2 separate regions of the Neogale vison genome follow, and region 1 is linked to region 2. A link is a contact called in public Hi-C data. All regions are on one chromosome and are shown on one strand. Each heading gives the region's core, a stretch centred on a gene start, on an enhancer-like site or on the middle of the called end of the contact. The rest is flanking DNA. Distances are from core to core; before and after follow the strand shown. Region 1 holds the start of LY6G5C (lymphocyte antigen 6 complex locus protein G5c). Region 2 holds the start of SKIV2L (helicase SKI2W).

Evidence for each region. A called contact is a pair of places that touch in the nucleus more often than the background predicts.
Region 1: a Hi-C map of fibroblasts shows a contact between it and region 2, with 4 times the contacts expected there. The contact joins the promoter of LY6G5C here to the promoter of SKIV2L in region 2. A contact is called at or near these places in 2 of 3 Hi-C or Micro-C datasets (fibroblasts and muscle).

What each region holds. Positions count from the first base shown.
Region 1 is chr1:121,773,168-121,780,552 of ASM_NN_V1, forward strand. It overlaps LY6G5C (lymphocyte antigen 6 complex locus protein G5c), which reads left to right and starts at 5,800. Exons shown (of 3, transcript XM_044256526.1): 1 at 5,800-5,965; 2 at 7,016-7,165. The coding sequence starts at 5,800. It overlaps ABHD16A (phosphatidylserine lipase ABHD16A), which reads left to right. Exons shown (of 20, transcript XM_044256420.1): 16 at 62-124; 17 at 240-316; 18 at 400-498; 19 at 598-644; 20 at 832-1,152. The coding sequence ends at 915.
Region 2 is chr1:121,531,236-121,538,793 of ASM_NN_V1, forward strand. SKIV2L (helicase SKI2W) reads right to left here and starts at 1,859. Exons shown (of 28, transcript XM_044256091.1): 1 at 1,799-1,859; 2 at 1,618-1,721; 3 at 894-1,003; 4 at 688-805; 5 at 486-600; 6 at 288-362. The coding sequence starts at 1,820. NELFE (negative elongation factor E) reads left to right here and starts at 2,034. Exons shown (of 11, transcript XM_044256139.1): 1 at 2,034-2,134; 2 at 2,569-2,651; 3 at 4,039-4,108; 4 at 4,211-4,356; 5 at 4,844-4,918; 6 at 5,043-5,080; 7 at 5,269-5,612; 8 at 5,732-5,876; 9 at 6,031-6,085; 10 at 6,302-6,404. The coding sequence starts at 2,577.

The sequences.
Region 1 (7,385 bases), core at 4,550-7,049, 250 kb after region 2:
GTGTCCAAACCCTCCCTCCCCAAACTCCAGCCTCTTCAGTGTCCATTCTTCCCACCCCCAGGGTTCCTGAGGACATCATGTCCAACCGAGGCAACGACCTCCTGCTGAAGCTCCTGCAGTACCGGTGAGCCAGGGGTGTGTGTACTGACATGGCACAGCGGGGAGCGGGGGAGGAGGGCTTGGGGTGAAGAGTGAAGGGAACTGGGTCCTGACTTCCCATCCCCGTGCTCCCTCTGTAGGTATCCCCGCGTGATGGCAGAGGAGGGTCTTCGAGTGGTGAGGCAGTGGCTAGAGGCCTCCTCACAGCTGGAGGAAGGTGCATGCAGATGCTGTGAGGCCTTTGGGTGGGGACATGGCAAGGCCAGGCACTGACTGGCACTCCTCTCTCCCCCTGAGCAGCCTCCATTTACAGCCGTTGGGAGGTGGAAGAGGACTGGTGCCTGTCCGTCCTCCGCTCCTACCAGGCAGAAAATGGGCCTGACTTCCCCTGGAGTGTGGGTAAGGATGTCCTGGGGCAGGAGAGGGTGTTGGGAAGAGTCCAGGAAGGGGATGAATATCCGGATGTATGGACCCCGTGTGAGCGCCTCTTCTCTGCAGGGGAGGACATGGATGCAGACGGAAGGCAGCAGCTGGCCTTGTTTCTGGTGAGCTAAGGGGTGGCGAAGGAAGGGGGTGCCCAAATGGCCAGGGGACACATGTAGGGCTTGGGGACAGCACTGGAAGTGGCAGCTTGTAGAGAGTGGGTGGTGGTTTCACGGGCCGTGGAGGTGTTTGGTGGCTACTGCTCACTGCAGTGTTCTGCACCCCACCTGTCCTGCCCTCTTTCTTCAGGCTCAGAAGCATCTGTACAACTTCGAGGCCACCCATTGTACCCCGCTCCCGGCCCAGAACTTCCAGATGCCCTGGCACCTCTAGCGGCCACAGTGGGACTCGTTCTGAAAGAGTGGGACAGGAGGAGACATGAGGATTGTGATTCTCTGTGTTTATGTTGCTGTTTGTAGTTTGTGGAAAGTGGGGGACTGTCCCCCTTCTCACTGCCCTCTTGCACGTTTCCCCTCATCCATCCGGCAGTACCTAACCTTGCCCGACACGCACCCTGCATTCGATGAATGAATTATTCCTAATAATTAATAAAAAGGTATTTTTTCTACAGTTGGGTTAAGTGTTTGACTTCCTGAATGTCCAGGAGCCTGGGGCTGAAGCCCCAAATGGCTGGGTTTTGGGGAACCCAACCCCAGCCAGCCTATTTAACCCTTCCCATCCCTGCTGTTCCCCCAGGCCTTCAGCCCCCAACCAGAACTGTCCTCATACAGTGGGTCCCCAAGCCTCCTGTTTGCTGGTCTGTAGTATCATCACGTACAGCCTCCCCTGCCGGCGCCCCAGTCCGCCCTGCGTAACCCTGCAGCCTCCCCAGGAGCTCACAGCTTTGTTGCCTACAAAGGGTTCTAGTACCTGATTTCCCCTACTCAGGGATCTTCTATGGATTTCCAGATTCAACCCGCATGGCTTCACCATCAGTACCCCCAGTGTTTCTTGCGAAGATCTTGCTATTCCCATGAGGAGTGAGGAACAGCCCACTCCTTATGTCTTAAGCAGCAAACCCTGCGCACCTCCTCACTGTGTCATCAAGTCTCCTTCAACAACAGAGCCTGTCAGGGACAGAGGCCAGAGCTCCAAGGGCTCATGTTCTCCTAGAGCCACACTTCACCGTTCTGGACAGCTATTAGAAGAAAATCCTTAGTTTAAACCTGAGGAAATTGGTTTCCTCTAACTTCTGTCCTATTTCCAATCCTTGGATTTCATGGAACAGAATAAGTCCTTCTCCCACCCATCAGTATGTTCCCTGGCTACTTCCTTCTTTGGGAACCTCTTTTCTAGATGACACTCCCCCAGATTTACCACCTTGGCCACTGTTTTGAACAGGCTTAACATGGGCAAGCAATAAAGTTCTGTTGTCCTGGATGGCCGCTGACTAATTTCAGTGTCTCCTGGGCCCCGGGGCATGAAGGTCCTTCTGCAGTCTCTGGGACAGGAGCATACTGAGTCTCCACTGGAAGGGTGATCTCTGAGACTTGTCAGGTGATATGACACATGATATTTGGGGTTAAAAGAGAGGAAGTGGCCACAGCTTCACCACTTTGAGCAAACACTGGAGAATTGATGCTGGCGTTCTGCTCCACTGTACTGTCCCAGGGGGCAAACACGGTGGGAAGTGTGGAGCAAGAAGCTGTAGGACCAGTTGCCAGGTTCTGAACCTCACCCTCCCTCATCTATGAATACAGTTAATCCCTCGGAAAACAAGTCTGTTCAGCTAAATTAACAACCTCCTTGAATGCAAATAGGGGGTACCTAGGCCCACCTTACCACCCTGGAAGCAAAGGACTCCCCCTTCTTGGCCATGGCAACTAGGGACTCCATTTATCTGCCTCTATCACCACCTCCCCCTCCCCCCTTCTTCCTGGACATACTATAAAGAACAGTGGATGTCATGAGGAGCCCTTGGATATCTGAAGTGGATAGCGAGGGTTAGGTTTAACATTTGAATTCTGGACACCCCCCACACAGGCAGGGGCTTTAATCTACCTCCTTAGATTACTCCTTAGATGTGTTGGTAAAGCTCACATCAGCTGTCTGTTTTCAGACCAACCACCCACCGGGGTTGGGACCAACTCCCTGTCCACCCCTCACCCTATATAGCAGGGTTCGGAGGGTCTCAGAACAGCTGAGATGCAGATCCCTCATCTGCCGGGGCTCTAGACCTTGCCCTACTGGGCACCAAGTAGGGCCTGGACGGCCAGGCATCCCCGAGGAGCTGGGCACATTTGGTGAGAGGATGTAGGCTGAAACAAAGAATTAGCACCTGGGCAGGAAACCTGGGAAGGAGAGGGGGTCCCTGGGCTAGGCCATCCCTCATTTCCCCCTATCTTATAGATGCAGGCTCGCCCTGCACTGCTTTCAGCGAGAGCTGAAGGGGTCAGCTCTGGGCTCCGTGTTTGGGGTGAAGATTTGCTCCACTTCCCCAGGAGTGTCAGGTGTTTCCTTCCTGGCTGTCACAAGTGAATGAGGGCCAGATACCTATCCACTCATTCATCATCCAGCCACTCAACAAGCTATCCCAACTCCCTGAGGGAGGAACCGAATCATTCATTTCTTTTTTCCATTTATTTATATTCGGGTTTAAGATCGCTTCCCCTGCTCCTCTCCAGACCGTCTGGTGTAGCCTTTCCGCTAACAGAACTTGGCTCTCGCCCAGCCCAATCATCCCCAGCCCCGTCCCTTGCTGGCCCCGCCCCATTCCCCGGACGGCCGCATTCTATCCTCAGGCCCCACCTCCTTTGTTTCGTCACCCGGCGGATTACCCACCGGAATCCCTGGTCCCGAGGGAAGGGCACTCAGCGCAGATACCGCCCGCCGCTGCTGTCACTATGGCGACTACAGCAGCGCCCCGCCTCTTCACCCTGGAGAACCTCCTTGGAGCCCGTCACCGTGGCAACGAACTCAACGAGGCTGTGCCGCGCCCTGTCGCTTATACTGGGGAGTAATAATATGAAACAAGGCAGCTTTGCCGGCGCTGAGGCCACGCCCTTCCCGAAGAACACCTCTTCCAGCCCCACCCAGCCCAGCCTGGGTGTGTTGCCTCCTGCAGAGCGCACCGCCTGCGGTCTTCTAGTCCCCAGCGAGTCTTCTGGACTCCTTCAGGGAGCCCAGCTTTAGCTACCCATAACTCCCTAGTGCTTGGACTTGTCGCTACGGTTATATTCGAGAGAGGGGTTTCGAGGACGCTCTTTTGTCCCCCTCGCTTCAAGAGTAGCCCCCGCTCTCTGATTCTCTTCTACCACTCTGTCGTTCCTTCAGCAGACATTTCGGCTGGTACTGGAGCCCCCCCCCAACACCAACTTCATTACTCTGACTTTTTCAATAACACGTTTTTCTTTTTTCATTCATCCCAAAGCTCTTGGGAGCGCAGCGGCGTGCGCTTTCCTTTCGTGATTCTTCTTTCCCGTGCGTCTTCTTGGAGCGAGTCTCTGTCCATTTCTTCCCATCTTCCCCGTCAGCACCCCGAGGACGGATGATTTTTGGAAGGTCCGGGACTTTAAGCATGGAGCCCTCCGGCAGGGCCGCACCCCAAACCTCCAGACCCGAAGCTGGAGCAGGGGATCCGCTCTGTACGCCCAGCTCTTCCCATAGCCCACCCACACCTAAAGTAAAAACCCAAAGGGGCGCCTGGGTGGCTCTGCTGGTTAAACGTCTGCCTCTGGCTCGGGTCGTGATCTCCGGATCCTTGCTCACAGCGGGGAGCCTACTTCTCCCTCTTTCTGCTGCTCCCCATGCCTGTACACTCTCTCTGACATGGATAAATAAAATATTTTTAAAATAATAATAATAATAAAGTGAAAACCCCAGGTCTCTTACAGAGACCGAACTCGAAAGCAGCAAGCTGAGTCCGCCAACACTTCGAGCCAAGCAGGCCACGCCTTCGCCCCATACCACAGCAGAGGAGGTGGGCGGGGCGCCTGGGACGCCCACCGCCGCTGATTGGTTGCTGAGCAGCCTCGGCCTGGGAGGGTTGGTGGCCCGGCAGCGCCGCCTTCCGGGGAAGCCGCGTAGTCCTCTGGTTGTCCTTTAGGGGTGAACGTCTGGGTCCCACGCGGGCACGGTTCTCCCAGGTTTTCTTCCCAGCGGTTCCCAGGCGAGAACGGAACTTGGGCTGGGGGCGGCCCCCGCATCCTCCTGGGAGCTCTGAGGTGCAGTCAAGCTCGGAGAGCGAGGGTACTGCGTCGGAGCCCGTGGGCGCCGGAGATCAGAACCACTGACCTGCAGCTGAGCTTAGGCGGGCAGAGGAAGGGGGGCGTAAGGAAAGGTGCTGGCCACCCGGAACCCCCACAGAGGCCACTTGGACTGAATAGGTCCCTGGGGACCCAGATGTCCTCGCTTTGGGATTTCTTACCGTTCCACGTTTTCTCCATCTTGGAAAGTGGTAATCACCAATCACCTCCTTGTGCAAGCCTATTCCCCCATTTTTCCTCTTTCCGTATTCAGTAACTCCAGATCTGTCCAGTCTTTCTCCTAAACGTTGGTCAGATTCATTCCTACAGTCTCCTTCTCTCTTCCGCTAGACCATACCGCCATCTTGTGACTGGACTCAGGAATAGCTTCCTAACTGGTTTCCTCACCTTGGCAATCTTTTACAAAGAGAAATCTGATCTTGTTGATCCTTTGGTCAGTGCCTTTGACTGCCCAGGCGCTCCTGGGAAGCACTCGTCTCCCTCCCCACCCCCAGTTATTCCTTGTTGCTTTCCCCACTAGACTGTGAGCGCAGGGATTTTGTGCCATGTTGTATCTCCAACATCTGTTACTTTGAATAAACTTCTGCAGATTAAATATGAAAGTTTCGGGACGCCTGGGTGGCTCAGTTGGTTAAGCAGCTGCCTTCGGCTCAGGTCATGATCCCAGCGTCCTGGGATCGAGTCCCACATCAGGCTCCTTGCTCGGCAGGGAGCCTGCTTCTCCCTCTGCCTCTGCCTGCCTCTCTGTCTGCCTGTGCTCGCTCTCTCTCTGACAAATAAATAAATAAAATCTTTTAAATAAATAAATAAATATGAAAGTTTCCCTCTCATTTCCTCTTGCCAGGGTCCTGTCCCCGAGGTAGAATATTAGGCCTTAATGGGATCATGGGTGAGGACACTCTGTCTCTCTGGCTATCCTGGCACTGATTTCCACCTCAAATGGGTGTTCCCTTCCTCTTGGCCAATTTCTCTTCCACCAATATAAGCCCCAACTGGAGGCTGGTGGGCAGTCATGCATCTTATGACAGGCCCTGCAGGTCGCTGAAGTATGGGGTCCCTGGGCCTCCACAGCATCCCCCAAGTCCTACACACGGTCCTTTTAACAGCGCTGGTCATGATGAGCTTGGTATTTGGTAAGTGGCTCTAAGGGGTCAGAAGGGTCTCCTGGTCTGTGCTTAGTGGAGAAACCCACAGATAGCAGGTGTATGGGTACATCTGCCCAGGATGCTCAGGTAAACCTGGCAGGACGAAAGATGGGATGGATGGGCTTGATGGAATAATGCTTAGGGACTGGCAATAGACTGATGTTCACTCTGAGGGAGATTTCTAGTTTTTACCTCAGGGCCGTCTAAACAGCAGTGACCTGAATGGAGACACTGAAGAGATGCCGTTTAAATCTGAGGCAGTGCAAAATAAGGAGGGTCACTGGAATGTGCTAAATGATAGAACTAGGATCCCCAGAATAGAACAAGCCTCAGTCCAGCCTGATAATCTTTTCACTTGGCTGCAAAACACCACCTGTGTAGAAATAGGACTCAAAGTATTTGTTCAGTATCTGCCTCACACTAAGTGCTCCTTAGTGCACTCCTCATGGGTCTGGGGACTCATTAACATGTGGTCTGGGCCAGGGACCAGAGAAAGAGGGAGCTGTATATCCTCGCGGTTGGGGAGGACTTTAGTGACAGCGTTATTAATATGAGTGAAAAGACCACCAAACAGAGAATGTGGTGGTGGGCTGCTTGACGTCTGGTCTGTCTACACAAAACACAGACTCCTCCTATCTTGTGATGATACAGTCTCGTTTTCACCTCTGAACATTACAGATTTAAGGAAGCATATTCAAAAGCGAGTCCATAGTGGTGGGGGGGGGGGACTGTAAAACCAAGTCCCAGAGGAAGAAATGTCCTCACTGAACTCCCCAAAGCTGGAATGAGGGGCCCCTGCCCAACCTTTGAACTTAGAAGCTTTCAGAGTGCTGGGCACACGTTAGCCCCTCAAATACATGTTGAACGAGTGAATGAATTCCTTAATCAGTTCCTTATTTCAGGAGGTGTAAGAGAAGAGAATGGAGATTTTAACAAGGACTTTAAGGCCTCTGATAGAGAATTAATCCAGATGGTTTTCAAGAAATGGAGTTCTTATGGTTTTCTGAGATGGGGAGGTGGGGAAGGGGTTGACCGACCAGGAAATGAGGTAGGTTTGGAGTCAGTTGTTTCTCTGTGTTCTAGGTGATTTTGATCCTGATTCGGTTCAGCTCCCCAAATACCTGCGCTGCTATCGATGCCTCTTGGAGACCAAGGAGTTGGGTTGCCTTCTGGGGTCTGACATCTGCCTCGCCCCGCCTGGCAGCAGCTGCATGACTCTCCTCATAAAGAACAGTGAGCTGCTTGTCTTTGGCTCAACCCATTCCCGAAATGCATCTCTCTGCTGCACCCTGCGTTGGGTTCCTACAACCTCTAGACACTGCTCCCCATCCTGGTCTCTTTCCTTACCTGCCTTCAGAGCCATTCTCGGTCTCCACTTCCACGCTCCTGTTCCTTCAGCCTGCCATTGACCAGATTCTGCCTTCCTTACAGCACCCAGCCTTGTGATCACCAA
Region 2 (7,558 bases), core at 609-3,108:
CTGAAGGACAAGGACAGACAGAATCACCACTACTACACAGAGTCACACAAGTCACACGTTACTCAAACCTACAGGATGCCATTCACAGCACAGATGCTGAAAATGGGATACTTAGGACAACTTTCTGACAGGTGACAGTAAACACTGTTATGACAAGGATACCTTTCCCTAATTGTCTCAAAGGCACAGAAGGGCAAGGAGCAGCCCTATGATAGGCTGGGGCCCCTCTTCGCCAGGGCCCAGACTCACAGTCCCACTCCCAAGAGTCCATGCCCACACCACCTCACCTTGCTCAAAGTCTATCTCCTCCTCAGCCTCCTCCCGAGTGCTCAGATCTGTTATGGTGGGCTCATCCATTCCACCTAGGGAGAGGGTGGACAAAAAGGGATTCATGGGGTGCAGGGGTAGAGTTACAAGATGGGTGGGGAACCCTTCCTGAAGACTGAGGGCACTCTCCCCTACCATTCCATTTCCATAAAAGTCACCTGGCCAGAAAGGGTACTGTGTTGGATTCCCCCACAGGGACTGGGAGATGGGCCCTGGGGGCCGGCGAAGAGACAAGGAGGTGGTGGCTGATAGGTTCGTATTCTCCAACAGGACCTGAGGCAAAAGACCACAACCCCAGTGAGGCTGAGATTGCCTCTGATCCCTTCCCTACTCTGCTTCTTGTGGTCTCTGACCTCTTACCTCTTTGTAGCCCAGAATCTGGCCTGTGGTTGGGTGTCTCTGGGCCTGAAGGTCGGAGGGCACTGGGGCCCCCTGTGTGGCCAAGAGCGACCAGGGATCCATTTTCCTCTGCCATTTTCTGCAAAAAGGAAAACAATTTTCATGTGTTCCTTCTTTCCTGTGCCAGTTTTCTTCAGGGGCCTACCTCCCTAGTCCAGACTCCTCACCGGGCGGAGTGCTCCACACCATGCAGAGGCAACCAGGCTGGAGATGACAAAAACAGCTGTTCTGCTTCCTGCTGCAGATCTGGGGCACACGGAGGGAGGCCGTGGGGAAGCTGGTAAAGGATAAGATGAGAAACATTAAGTAAAGATAGAGCATAAGACACAGACAAAAAAAGAAACTGATGGAATTTGTGTTCAAATCAGAAGCAGCAGACATTCCTGACCAAATAGGACAACCAAGCAGAAACAGTATCTTCCAAAGATCATCCTGTCTTCCAGGGTAAACTACCTGCTACTGATTTACCGGCAACAACAATTACTGATACATTACAATACAACACAAAATACGGTAATTTCACAATCTCTGGGATTGGGCTTAGGAATTTGTATTCTTAAAAACCCCCACCACTAATTACAAGGTACACTTAAATTTGAGAATCACTAGTCTTAGGGAAAGGGGGCCCAGAACTAAGGATGAGGCAGGGCCTCAAAGGCTAGCCATCAACCAGTGCCTTGGTGCTTAGAGACAGAAGGTGACTCCAGAGAAACAAGACACATTTGAAAGAGTAATTCTCAGAGCTCAGGTATCCCCAGCACTCCCTGCTCTGTCTACATATGAGCTCTGACCCATAGCTGGTCCACTGGGCTGGGGTCTGTTCGGCACAAGGCAGGCCCAGATGACAGGAGTCCAGAAACAGAAGAAATGTTAGGGTCAACATTCACTCACGGTGCTCTCTGGTGCCCCAGGCACATTGAGCAGCTCCCAGCGCCCCGTGCATCCCAGCTCCACCGGCCGAAGGGGCAGATCCAGGGGATCTGGAGGAGGTAGCACTACAGAGGGAAGGTCAGAGATCAGAGGTCAAGGGTCACCCCCTGACTACTCCTTCGTTCCACCCCCTCCCCCTCACCGAGTCGCTCGGTCTCCATCATCTTGGAGCCACGGCAGCGGCAGGGCAGACCGGAAGTGCAGCAAGAAGCCTTGGATCGAGCCCCGCCCCAGAATGGGCGGAAGTGGAGGCGACTTCCGTCACACACAGCCGGAGAGGACAGAGATGAGCGTTACAGAGAGGCTGACCTGAGCCGAGAGGGGCGGGCACGGCCGGGCGGAAGTGTCTGGCTTGGGCCGCCTTGGTTACCGCGTTCTCCGCCCCTCGCTACGTCATCGCTCTGAGCCAGCTCTCCGTTCCCCGCGCGGGCGCCGCCCGAGACCGTGGGACACCCACCCCGGGTTACCGCCCCCTCAGGTAAGGTCTTCTCCTTCTCACCCTTCGCCCCTTTATTCCGAGCTCCTTCTCTTCTTCCCCTTTTGGTTGCTCTGCGAGCGCTGCGCGGGTTTCACTGCCTCCTGTGCCGTTTGGACCCCGCGGTTGCTATACCCCCAGCGGGGGTAGGGGGTGTCTGATGCCATCGTCTTGGCGGCGGAAGGGGTGCTTCCCCTTTCCCGGGCCACTTGGTTCCTCAGCGCTGGTGGCCGTGATTGCTGGAGAGAAGAGGGAATGCTGATCGATCCCGACGAGCGGGGGCTTGGACAGCAGCCTGGTTTAAGCAAGGGGTAGGGAGAGGCAAAAGACAGGAGTAGGTAGGCCTGGAGGGGTGCGGTTGGGTACTTTGTGGACGGCGTGTGAACCCTGGGCGGTGACAGTGGAGAAAGATGTCTTGGGCCCTGCCCCTGAACCAGGAGCCACCATGTTGGTGATACCCCCCGGACTGAGCGAGGAGGAGGAGGCTCTGCAGAAGAAATTCAACAAACTCAAGAAAAAGGTGAGGGAGTGTGTGGAGGCGTGGCCCAACCTTTCACAGACTCTACACTCTTGAGAACACCTGGGGTGAGTGTGAGGGGTTGGGGGGGCGGTTGTTCCAGCTCATACCTGGAGACATATCTCCTCTCAGTGTAGCCTCATAGTTGGGCTTTTTCCCAAGTCTTGGTGTGTACCTTCTCTTCTGTGCATTCTGCCATGCAGCTGTCTTCCTTTTCCATGGCTTTCAGTACCACCGAACGGGTGGTAGTCTCCAGGTTTGTTTTTTCACTTCTACCCAGTCTGTTAGTGATAGCCCCCAGGTATCCAGTGTTGCAGCTGTCATCTTCCTATCTACTCTAATTTAGTTCCTTCCAAATAGGAGTGACCACAGTCAGTTCTCCCAGGTGTTTGGAATCAAAATCTCATCTCTGACTTCTCCACTTTTTGCATAGTCAAATATTTGCCAAGTCTTCTTGATTCTTTCTTTGAAGTAATTTCTTTAGTTTATTTTTTCCTGTGTATTTCATAGATCAAGTTTTTTGCTGACACTCATGTAGACTGCTGAATGGTTTCTCAAAAAGTTTTTCAGTGTTTTTTTGAACAGATTTCCTTCATTCTTATTCAAATGAACTACTGAAAACAGAAAACTCTGCCTCTTTTTTTCTCAAAACCCGTAAGTGGTTTTTCATTGTCTGTAAACCAAAGCCTTACCTTGGCATCCCTTTCTTGTCAAATAGAACTATTCATTAGTCCCAAAACGTGCATTCCCAAAGCCTTCTTATTTCTTCGTCTTTGCCATTCTGTTTTCTTTGCATCCCTTTTCTTTCCATCTGTTTTGCGTAGATTGTACCCAGGTACCAGTTTAATAGCCATTTGGTGTCAGATAACCTTACTTGGTTTCAGCTACAAACAGCCTGCATCTCTTATAATCATTCTTGATAATTGTCTCTAATCATCTTGTTTCTCAGGCTTTAAGCTTCTGGAGGGGAGAAACCATGTCTCATACTTTTGCATCGCTCTGTTACAAAGTTATGGTGTGTTCTTGTTAAACATGCAGGGGATGGATGGATGCAGCCCCTGAGAAAGGCACGTAGGCGTATACTTACTTGCAGCTTGTATCTTGGGGCTCTGGTCCATGGCTGAAATCCTTGTCTTCAACTTCAAAACCCTGAGACTCTGGAAAGCCTTTGGATACCCTGGTTTGGTAGATTAAGTATTGCTGGTTTTGTAGATGATCCAGTGGACCATGTGTGAGAGGCAGGGCTGCCTCAGCATACCACTCCAGGGACACCATTTATACTGTTTCCTGAGAAAGGTGTCCCCTGGAGTGAGGTGCCCAGGGACCTTGGGAGCAGACTAGGCCAGGGACTGGCCCTCACCAATTCCTTTCTTCTCACTCTTGTTCCCAGAAAAAGGCATTGCTGGCTCTGAAGAAGCAAAGTAGTAGCAGCACAGCCAGCCAAGGCGGTGTGAAACGCTGTGAGTGACAGGGGAAATGGGGATAGACTGGAAGTGGGCACCATGGGGCAGACATCTCCCACAGCTTGGCCAAAATAATGCCTCCTTCCCTCACCACTCCAGCACTGTCAGAGCAGCCTGTGGTGGACACAGCCACAGCAACAGAGCAGGCAAAGCAGCTGGTGAAGTCAGGAGCCATCAGTGCCATCAAAGCCGAGACCAAGAACTCGGGCTTCAAACGTTCTCGAACCCTAGAGGGGAAGTTAAAGGTAAGCAGAAGCAGAATGATTGTTCAGGGGACCCTTGACTTCAGAGGGCATGTTTCCAAGTTGGAATGGAGGTAAAATGGGGGAAAATAATGTCAATTTAGTCATGGATAAGTTGTCATATAGGTCTGAACTTCAGATTTCTTATCTGTAGTGAAGACACTGGCTGACTTTTCCATTTTCCATATTACATATTCTGTGGCTTTAATTTATCACATATTCAAGTTTCTAAGTTTTGTCATTCTGGGGAGTTGAACAGGTCAGAGATGTCAGTAGATTCAAGAAACATTCAGATTAGCTACATACTATAAGTATATGTTAGGTCATTCATGAAAAATACATAATCAAATAAGAAATGCACAAAGGAATTAAAGGAGAAGAAAGAGTAGAGAGGAAACCAAGAAGAGGGTGAGGGAAGAGGAACCCCTCTGTCGCACGGTTAGGCTGCCTCCTGCTCTCACGCTGAAGTAGATCTCTACAACCTTCCCAGGATCCTGAGAAGGGGCCAGTCCCCACTTTCCAGCCGTTCCAAAGGAGCATATCTGCCGATGACGATCTGCAGGAGGTATGGTTCCTGGTTCTCTGTCCCAGGGGGCCTAGGGAATGAGGAAGATGAGAGACCCACATATTTGGGGTCACATGCCAGCAACTAGGACTCATCTTAAATGTCCTTGTTTTTTTTTTTGCAGTCATCCAGACGCCCCCAGAGGAAATCTCTGTATGAGAGGTTAGAGAGCTAGAGAGACAACTGGGTCCCAATTGGAGGAGTGGGAGAGGGTTGATTGCCTGGATCCTTGGGAGGTTTCGGGCTGGGGTGGAAGGAACTGGGACTGCAGAGGGGGTGTTACATCTCCACAGGGTCTGGGAAGTTGAGGTAAAGACCCCCTTTGATCCTCACTGTCTGTGTCTCCCCAGTTTTGTGTCTTCCAGTGATCGGCTTCGGGAACTGGGGCCAGATGGGGAAGAGGCAGAGGGCCCAGGGGCTGGTGATGGTCCCCCTCGAAGCTTTGACTGGGGCTTTGAAGAACGTGGTGGTACCCGCTCCTCAGCCTCTCCTCCCCGAAGCCGCAGCCGGGACCACAGTCGTGAGCGGAACCGGGACAGAGACCGAGATCGGGAACGGGATCGAGACCGTGATCGGGAACGGGATCGAGACCGTGATCGGGACAGGGACCGTGATCGGGACAGGGACCGCGATCGGGAAAGGGACCGCGATCGGGACAGGGACCGTGATCGAGAACGAGAGGGCCCTTTCCGCAGTGAGTGATCTGGGCTGGTGGGAAAAGTGAAAGGGTTTAGACAGGTCCTACTAAAGTGGCCTCTTAAAGCAGAGGCTGAGATGGGTTGCATCTTGTGACTGTGACTCCTGATCCCACAGGGTCGGATTCGTTTCCTGAACGCAGGGCCCCTCGGAAGGGGAATACTCTCTATGTATATGGAGAGGACATGACGCCCACCCTCCTCCGTGGGGCCTTCGCTCCCTTTGGAAACATCATTGACCTCTCCATGGACCCACCCAGAAAGTAAGGATGACAGTGGGGGAGGTTGATAAGTCCTGGGAGCACCTGGGTTTGATTGAGAACACCGGCCTGTCCCCAGCGGCCTCTGAGGACTGGGTTTGGTTGGGTCCATGAGAGCCCATAGGCCCTCTACTGACCCTGTTTTCTCTCATCCCAGCTGTGCCTTCGTCACCTATGAAAAGATGGAGTCAGCAGATCAGGCCGTCGCTGAGGTTGGGACTTCCTCATGTTTTCTCTTTAAAATACTGAGAGCCAGGAGGAGATCATTTCCTATTGACAGATAAAGTCTCTTCCTAGTCACACAAGAAACCTTGTATTCTCAGATCCTCATTCAGTCTGTTTCTAGGGTGACAGCTGTTGGAATGCCTCCCTTACTTTGTCTGCAATGTTTCCCCCCATCCTTTGCCTCCTCCCCTCTTCTGCCCCAGCTCAATGGGACCCAGGTGGAGTCCGTACAGCTCAAAGTCAGCATTGCCCGCAAACAGCCCATGCTGGACGCTGCCACTGGCAAGTCTGTCTGGGGCTCCCTCGGTAAGAACAGATTCTTCCTCCTTCATCCTGTTCCCCACAGCTCACTCCTTCCGTTTGTTCCCCTGCATGTCCCAGGATCCCATGGAAGTGATAGAGGCCTGGATCTGTGTGGAGGATATCAGGCCTTCTGTCAGTTAGAGGTAGGAGTGGACAGAAAGAAAAGGATTGAGACAACTCCCAAAGCAGTAACTGGAACAGTGAAGAAAGTAGAATTAAGGGAGGTTGGTGCAGAAGATGAGCATGTCACATAGCTTTGTTCATTTTGAGATGGAGTGTGGTTGGTTTTATAAAATAAGCATTTGAAATTAAAGATCTGGAACTTAACTTGGGTGTTAAGTGAGGAATGAAAATACGGATTAGAGTTCTCTGTATCACAGAGTGGCTGCAAAATGGAAGTATAAGTATACAGAAGAATTACCAGTCCTGGGCATGGGGAATATTCAGGAAGCAGCCATTAAAGCCAGAGGACACAACCTTTGGGAGAAGGGGTGTGATCAGCAGTGTCAGGGTGCAAAGATCAGAGAGAATGGAGGCTGGTTTGGGGTGAGTCAATCTAGCCCCAGAATGGCAGGAATAGAATCCTTGGAGAAGGGGTGAAGAGAGGGACACGTCTGCATAGAGAGGAAAAAGAAAGAGAGGGAACAGCTTGAGGCCGGAGGAAGAATGCTTTGGGTCAAAGCCACACCCAGAATGGTTCTCCCATTGGGGCCAGTAGCATTTCTTAGTTTAGTGCAAATAGCCCACTGTGCCTGTTGGCTTTTCTAGCACAGGAGTAGGCAGAAAGGGGTGTTCAGAGCAAGAGTGGCCCTCCAGACGAAAGGAGGGAACAAGAAACAACTAGCATGTCAACAGAGGCCTACGGAGATTTTCTAATGGCTTAACATCGTTCATTTGTCTCAGTAATGACATCTGGGATGGTTCTAAGAACTTAAGGTATCTGCATGGGCCACAGTAGCAGGATATGCTCCTTGCCACCAGGATGGGTTGGTAGCCCCTGAGGAGGCTAAAGGGAGCCAGGCCATCCTGGCCACCAGAGGGCAGCATTGAAATTGGGCTTTCAAGGGCCAGCAGCCAGGAGGGAGCTGGTCAGACTCTTGAGTTGTGGCCTCAGTAGTGCTCAGATGCAGTGCTACAAACCTTAACCAATCCTTTCC